2 separate regions of the Macaca mulatta genome follow, and region 2 is linked to region 1. A link is a contact called in public Hi-C data. All regions are on one chromosome and are shown on one strand. The core of a region is the stretch at or near the end of the contact, and the rest is flanking DNA. Distances in the headings are between cores, read along the strand shown.

Region 1 (4,000 bases), core at 1,142-3,641:
GAAGTATTCAAGGGAATTTTGAAAATCATATTTAATTACTATCATGTTTGTAAAATTTTTGAAACAAATGTTTAAGAGAGGATAATGTTAAAAATTATCTTTCCAGCCAGACCTGTTGGCTCACGCCAGTAATCCTAGCATTTTGGGAGGACAAGGTGGGCAGATCGCTTAAGCCCAGGAGTTCAAAACCAGCCTGGACAACATAGGGAAAGCCCATCTCTACAAAATACACAAAATTAGTCAGGTGTGGTCGTGCACAACTGTAGTCCCAGCTACTTGGGAGGCTGAGGTGGGAGGAGCACTTGAGCCCAGGGAAGTGTAGCTACCATGAGCCATCATGGTGCCACTGCATTCCAGTCTGGGAAAACAAAAAACAAAACAAAATAAAAAAACAAGAAAAGAAAAAGAAAAGAAATTTTCTGTCGAAATATCTTTATTTTTAACAAATCAAAATGTATTAATACTGTTTATGGGAGAGTGCCCACACAAGTACAGCAAGCCTAGGAAGTTCAAGTTAAGAAACCTTTTAGTAAAAGAATTTAAACTGAAAAGAAAAAGCAGAGATTTTTTCCTAGAATAGTAAGGAGTGGAGGTAAAAAAAAAAAACCCAGCAGAGACATAGGTTATCCTACAGAACCAAAGATGTGCCAATGGAAATGACAGTTTAATTCAGAAAAAAATAAACCAGAAAAATGGGTATTTTAAGATTGAGTATGCCTGAATTCTTCCCAGAGTGGAAAAATCCATTTTAAATATATATATATATACACCCTTTAATATTTGTTCTAACATTCATTGTTTTTGAGTCACTATCATTGAGAAAAGTTTAGAAAGGAGATATTAGGAGCAGGAAATAGAAAGTAAATAAAGTATCAAAATAAAAATGGGGTTGTATAAATAATATAATAGGCAAAATAAAGGAAAGGCATCCTAGACCTCTGGTTTAAATGAAGATGGCACTTGGCGAGATGAGTTCCAGGGTAGTTCACATGAGGTATGTTTTCAGAGAATTGTCATATTGCATATGCTGCTATATTTTTTATTTTCATGAATTAAAAGGCATGTTGAGATTTCAGAGTTTTACTTATGATCTTGGACTCTGCACTTTTTCTCTGTAATGTTTGACATTTGTTCCTAGCTAAGTCTCTAGTTATAAGGTATGTGTTATGGCATGTGGATAGTGAGTGGAAAAATCTAATAACTCAATTTGGGTCGGAAGAATGTAATCAATTATTTCAGAAGTGATAGAAACAATATGACATTGAGAGCATTCTGGCCTTTCCTGGGTCTTTTTTCTCCATTTCTGGATTTCTTTTCATGCGAGCAAGTCTGAGGTTACTATATGATGTCTCTCACAGGCCACAGTTCATTATAAATATTACCAATGGATATTCATTTATTAACCAGAGAGAGGTGGGTGGGGTTGGGTTTTTGTTTTTTAAACAAAAGCGGATCTTATGGGCATTCTGGAAAGCTCTGGCAGGAAGCTAAGAATAAAATTTTGAATTGAGAAGTCCCTTTCTTCAAATCACATTCAGACCCAATTCTGCAATTCTATTTATTTTTCAAGGGGATTAGCCTTATTTTAACACCAATAATCTTATCACGAAAACCTCCCAGAGGAAGACCCTGTAGACTTTGTAATGACCTTAATCAAGTATTAGCCCTACACTTCAATTAATCCCCAACTGTACAAAACGTATGTTCTTTTCTCTAAAGCTGGAGCAAGTTGAAAGGGGATTAAAAATGGTGGGAAGGGAAGAGTGTTTGGAATTTCAGGCACACCAGACAGGCACAGCAGGCCAGGAAGAGCGTCCTGGGAAAACATTTTTTCCAGACTTAAGTTTATGTTCCCTATCTCTCTCACAGACTTTTGCACAAAAATAAGTCATTCAATAAATATTTGAATCGAGATAGGGAAGGTGACGAAGAAGAAGTTTGCACTTATGAGGTTTTCATTTGCAATTATTTGGCTATCTTTTTGCCTTCTCAAACATAGGATCTTTAGGAGTGAAACTTCATAGCCAAACTTATACTTTGTCCAGCACAGAGAAAACCATCAAAATGCCTGGTGTAAATAAAAATATTGAAATGATTGGGAGGTTAAGTCCCTTGACCTATAAATCTGACCTCCTTTAAACATTATTTGTACTTTTCCCAATAAACTATTGCGTAATTTATTAGTTATTAAGTGGAAATAGAAATTTGGAATGGGGCTGTCCTTAGCGTCATTAAGCTGACAGGAATACAGTGCATTCAGCTTGTAGAGACCCTTCCAGTCCCACGAAGAGCGAAGTCTCACTGGCCAATCAAAACAATGAACTCTTAATGAAAGTTTTCTTGCTCCACCCACTTGGTATGACCTAATTTGAAAAATAAAAAATCCGCGCCAACTCATGTTGTTTTCAATCAGGTCCGCCAAGTTTGTATATAAGGGACTGTGTGCGTTCATAACTTCCAATGCTGTGGGAATCATGTCTGGTCGTGGCAAAGGCGGAAAAGGATTGGGGAAGGGTGGTGCTAAGCGCCATCGTAAGGTGCTCCGGGATAACATCCAGGGCATCACAAAGCCGGCTATTCGCCGTTTGGCTCGGCGCGGTGGCGTCAAGCGCATTTCCGGTCTCATCTATGAGGAAACTCGAGGTGTGCTGAAGGTTTTCTTAGAGAACGTTATTCGAGACGCTGTTACCTATACGGAGCACGCCAAGCGCAAAACTGTCACAGCCATGGATGTAGTATATGCTCTAAAACGTCAGGGGCGCACTCTGTATGGCTTCGGCGGCTGAATCTAAGAATACGCGGTCTCCTGGAACTTCAAAAAAAACAAAAAAGGCCCTTTTCAGGGCCGCTCACAAAGTCGTCTAAAGAGCTGAAATGCGTTGCGAGAATGTGAGTCTGAATGGCAGAATTCACTGATAACTTGAATAAGAATGATCTGTGTTTACAATGACCGGCCACATTCTGACAAAATTTTGAAGCAGAAAGTAGGCATAGAGAGGTAAGCGCTAGTAAAGTGTCTCCAGAAAAGAAGCATTTGCTGGGCACAGTGGGTCACAATTGTAATCCAAGCCCTTTGGTAGGCCAAGGCGGGTGAATCACGTGGTCGGGCGTTCAAGACCAGCCTGGCCAAGACGGCCAAACCCCAGTCTACTAAAAATACAAGTTAGCCGGGTGTGGTGGCAGGCGCCTGTAATCCCAGCTACTTGGGAGGCTGAGCCAGAGAACTGCTTGAACCCGGGAGACGGAGGTTGCAGTGAGCCGAGATTGTGCCACTGCACTCCATGCACTCCAGCCTGGGTGACAGCTGGGTGACAGATTGAGTCTCCATCAAAAAAAAGAAAAAAAAAAAAGTGGTCGTAATAATCCTCAGAACTGGAGGAAGAACCATAAGTGGTTGATTTTGTTTTTAACCTTATGTATGCCAGGCATGCTAGCCTTGTATACACACAAGGCTAAAGGAGCAAAGGTGCAGGAAGCCATCTTGAGAGATTCGCATATTCTTGAGAGACTGGCCAGCTGCTGAGAGAAGTCAGTTGTTCATCCTCACTGTATATGATGAAAATCTGGTGACAGTCGATTGCTGGGCACAGAATTTAGACAAAAGGGCTCTCTGCTATGTCAGGCAAGTGAGGCATATTTTTGCACAATCCTTGTAATTCCAAACTCATTGGGAAACAATACAATTACATCCAAACAGGAAAGGTCTGTGGTTGATTTTATCTATACAAGTTTAAAACATAATGTTTAGTTGTTTCTCATTATAGGACACAACTTAATTTTTAAAAAGATTCCAAACTATACAAATAAGTTCAGAAAAGTGAGGTACTATTGAACCGTCTGGAAAACATACATGTCTGTGAAATAATGCAATGCATAGTTTTGCAGGGGACTTTGTTCAAAGTTTCTCGAAATACCATGGTCCAAGATAGACTAACATTGACTGAATATTTTTGATGGTCGGTAAGAATACTAAATCATAAATCAAGGGAAAATTAAACTA
Region 2 (4,105 bases), core at 168-2,667, 47 kb before region 1:
GGTCCACGATTGCCTTGGGTGGAGGAAGGGCTATTGCCGCTGTTTATTCAAATGCATTCCTTTGTTACCACAGGAATGAGAAATTAACAGCAGAGGAATGTAGGACAAAGGTACCTGCACGCACTCTCCTCCCAGGGCTGGATGTTGCCACTACCTCCAGGAGATACCAACTTGACTACCTACAACATGGAAAGCGTCCGAAATCCCGAACGTTAATATCAAGAGGCAAAACTTTCAAGTCACAGAGAAGCAACACACACGGAATAAGCAACGTCTGCCACCATCCAATTAAATATAGAATTAAAGTCATGGACTAGAACGACGGACCAACCCAGGAGCAGGGCGGGACTTTTGAATTATTTTTTAGTCCAATCCGGATATCCCTTTAGACGAAGAAACTGGCTCTTGTTTTGCGATCTTTTCTGCCTTTCACAGGCCTGGGGCGTGGCTGACTGCCATCCCAAAAACATCCGCCAGCGGGAAACGCCTCGAAGCAGCAGTCAGGGACATGGAAGTCGCAGTAAAGGTTTAAGCGCCGTAACCTCACCACGGCCACTCTCGAACCCCCGTTACTTATTTGTCTTATAAGGTTCCCGTTCGACTAACCTTAAGGAGCAGGGTCGAGCAAGAAAAGGAACAAGGGCAACTAAGAAAAACAAGTATCCAGCTCTTTTATTGAGATCAGTGGTGGCTCTGAAAAGAGCCTTTTGGGTTTTTTGAAGCAGGCGTCCACCTATTTCTTCTTGGGTGCCGCCTTCTTAGGCTTGACAACCTTGGGCTTGGCGGCCTTGGGCTTCACGGACTTAGCAGCACTTTTGGCAGCTTTCTTGGGCTTCGCAACCTTGGCCTTCTTTGGGCTCTTGGCCACTTTCTTGGTCACAGTGGCCGCGGCCGGCTTCTTCGCCTTCTTCGGTGTTTTCTTAGCGCTCTTCTTCGGGGTAGCGCCGCCAGTCGCCTTCCTAGGCTTCTTAGCTGCCCCAACCGGCTTCTTAGGCTTGGCTGCGCCCACCTTCTTAACCTTGGGCTTGGTTTCGCCGGAGGCTGCCTTCTTGTTAAGTTTGAAGGAACCAGAAGCACCGGTGCCCTTAGTCTGCACCAGAGTGCCCTTGCTCACCAGACTCTTGAGACCAAGTTTGATTCGGCTGTTGTTTTTCTCCACATCATAGCCGGCGGCAGCCAACGCTTTTTTCAAAGCAGCAAGAGAAACCCCGCTGCGCTCTTTAGAGGCTGCCACCGCCTTGGTGATGAGCTCTGACACCGGGGGACCAGATGCCTTACGAGGCGGCCCCCCAGATTTCTTGGCTGTTTTCTTCTTTACGGGGACTTTCTCCGCCGGAGGCGCGGCAGCGGGAGCGACAGGAGCAGTCTCGGACATGTTGAGGATCAACAACTCGGGTACAAGTGGCAAAGCGCCGATGAAACAGCGCTTGGGCAGGGCCGCTGTATATATAGAGCGCAGGAGCGCTCTGATTGGTGCTCTGGTGGCCCGCCTGGCTGGCAGGCTCTGAGTCGCTGCGCTGCTCCCAAGTTGTGTTTGTTCCACCTCACAAAAGGGGAAAAATATTAAAATTCCCTGCACCAAATCACCCGGATTTGGTCAGGAAAGGATCTCAGAAGCCTCGGGCTTCAGGCTTTTCATTTATTTTTTCCACAACCACAAAAACAACGCGTCCAGGCGTCCCCAATTCCCCCAACTCCGAAGGAAGTCTGGGGCAGTCAGAGACCACTTTCTGTTTTTCTTATAAATTACCTGTTCGCTCCTTTGCCCCTGAAAGTTCTTTTTCCCAGGGGTGGTTGGGCACATGCTTCCCTTATTTTTGAAAAAAAAAGCGAAATGGTTTCCACCTAAATTTTCATGATAATTCTGTTTCTTCACAAGGGAAGTAACACAGGTCCTGTGTGAATTCTTCCTGCAGACGCACAGGAACTGTGGACTGGGACAAGGATTCCAGGGCCAGTCCAAAGTAATTAGGGAGGGATGGGAGGGGGTTCATGAGCCTTGGTAGGGTCCGGTGTGGTGGGGGGCTAGAGACTTAAATCTTTGATTTGAAGACATTGAAACCATCAAATCCTTCTTTTCATAGATGGGGGCGGGGCATCCTTTTCACTTCTCTACAGGCGAGAAATTGGGCTCTTTTTAAAAAGCTCTGAGGTCCCCCTCTGAGTTGTGTAAGGCAGGAGGTCTGGCTCTCAAGATAGAGATAATAAAGGAACAAGGGAGATCCCTTAAGCCTGCAAAGAAAGCCAATAGATTTGGCAGTTAGAGGCACTGAGATAATATGTTTTCAAAGAAAACAAGCATTTATTTATTTATTTATTTTTGTACATTGCAATATTAGAGATGAATTTCAGCCCATGAAAATTAGAGGTTACTTTCAATAACCACACCTTACACAAGTTACCGTACAGGACAATCTCCAGTTTGAAACTCAAATATATCTTTGAATTGCAAATAAAGCAACTGACTTTAATAAAACAAACTCTTGACTTTTAAGATGAACAATATATTTGAAATTTATTTTTTAAATAGCAAAAATTTACACAGAAAGATAGGAAAAGTACCAGAACATGTAATTTATTATAAGATCTTTTGTTGATGAGCTGAAAATCACCTCTTCTTTTCCCCTCTGAAACTATTCTGTTCTCAAGTTTACTACTTTAAGGTTCACTACTTATTTTACTCTCCGACCCCAAGTAATTGCTATTTTTTTCTAGAGATTAAAGGCAAAGTAAGTTGTCTGCCCATACCTTTGATATAATTATGGATTTATATTTAGGGACAAAGGTAATATTACAACTCACCAACAATTTCTACTCAAATATATGTTTTCATGAAAATATGTGTTAGAGAACAGCCTTAGATTGTGGGAAAGTCAAAAGGTATCCTATAAATTGAGTTCAATGAAGAATGAAAAGTGAAACATCTTTTAGACTAAGGGTGACCCCCTTATTTTATTAAATAACATTTGTCCAACGTTTGGAAACATTGTCTACTTGTGTGCTTATGTCCTCTGGGAATTAACAGTCTAATGAGATTAGTGATGGATGAATTAGCAGTGGTGGAAAAACACTTTAGACCAGCCATTCCTCAGAGTGACAGGGTATAAGAATTATACAAAATTATGTAAAGTATATAAACAATTGAAGCAGTTGCATCATACTAATATATTGTAGTAAAAGAAATAATATAAGGCTGGACCCTGTGGCCCAGGCCTGTAATCCCAGCACTTTGGGAGACTCACCGGGGCGGATCACCTGAGGCCAGGAGTTTGAGATCAGCCTAGCCAACATGGTGAAACCCCATCTCTACTAAAAGTACAAAAATTAGCTGAGAGTGGAGGCACTCGGGAGGCTGAGGCAAGAGAATCACTTGAATGCAGGAGGAGGAGGTTGCAGGTTGCAATGAGCCGAGATGACGCCACTATACTCCAGCCTGGGCGACAGAGTGAGACTCAGTCGCAAAAAAAAAAAAAAAAAAAAAAAGAAAGAAAGAAACAATATAATAACATGTCACTTAGGCCGGGCTTGGTGGCTCATGCCTGTAATCCCAGCACTTGGGAGCACTTGGGGAGGCCGAGGCGGGCAGATTGCCTGAGGTCAGGAGTTCGAGACCAGCCTGGCCAGCATGGTGAAACCCCATATCTACTTTAAAAAATACAAAAATTAGCTGGGCACGGTGGCAGGCAACTGTATTACCAGCTACTCGGGAAACTGAGGCAGGAGAATCCCTTGAACCTGGGAGGCGGAGGTTGTAGTTAGCTGAGATTGTGTCATTGCACTCCAGCCTGGGCAACAGAGCAAGACTCCGTCTTAAAAGAAAAAAGAAAAAAAAAGAACATGTGATGTAGATCTTATTCTGTACGCAATGAACCCCCTTCTCATTTAAAACTTGGCTAAGTGTATCCACCATGAAAATAGCTACGAGGAGTCTTAATTACCAGGTAACTGGACCTCCTTTCACTATAAATTGGTATCCTGGTTTATAAATCGACAAGTAAATTTAATCACTGTGATTCAGTTCTCTAATATGATTTTTCCAGTCAACTCAAGCTAATCACATCTCTTTACATGCAAGTCTGAAGACCTCAAGCCATTAGGACATCCA

The links. A called contact is a pair of places that touch in the nucleus more often than the background predicts.
Region 2: a contact with region 1 is called in a Hi-C map of fetal cortex germinal zone, with 3 times the contacts expected there. The contact joins the promoter of H1-2 here to the promoter of LOC115945176 in region 1. A contact is called at or near these places in 8 of 14 Hi-C or Micro-C datasets (CD4 T cells, blood, cortical neurons and 4 more).

The regions. Positions count from the first base shown.
Region 1 is chr4:157,005,012-157,009,011 of T2T-MMU8v2.0, reverse strand. It overlaps LOC115945176 (histone H4-like), which reads left to right and starts at 2,391. Exons shown (of 1, transcript NM_001374547.1): 1 at 2,391-2,824. The coding sequence starts at 2,397. The coding sequence ends at 2,786.
Region 2 is chr4:157,050,544-157,054,648 of T2T-MMU8v2.0, reverse strand. H1-2 (H1.2 linker histone, cluster member) reads right to left here and starts at 1,417. Exons shown (of 1, transcript XM_001084417.5): 1 at 1-1,417. The coding sequence starts at 1,375. The coding sequence ends at 734.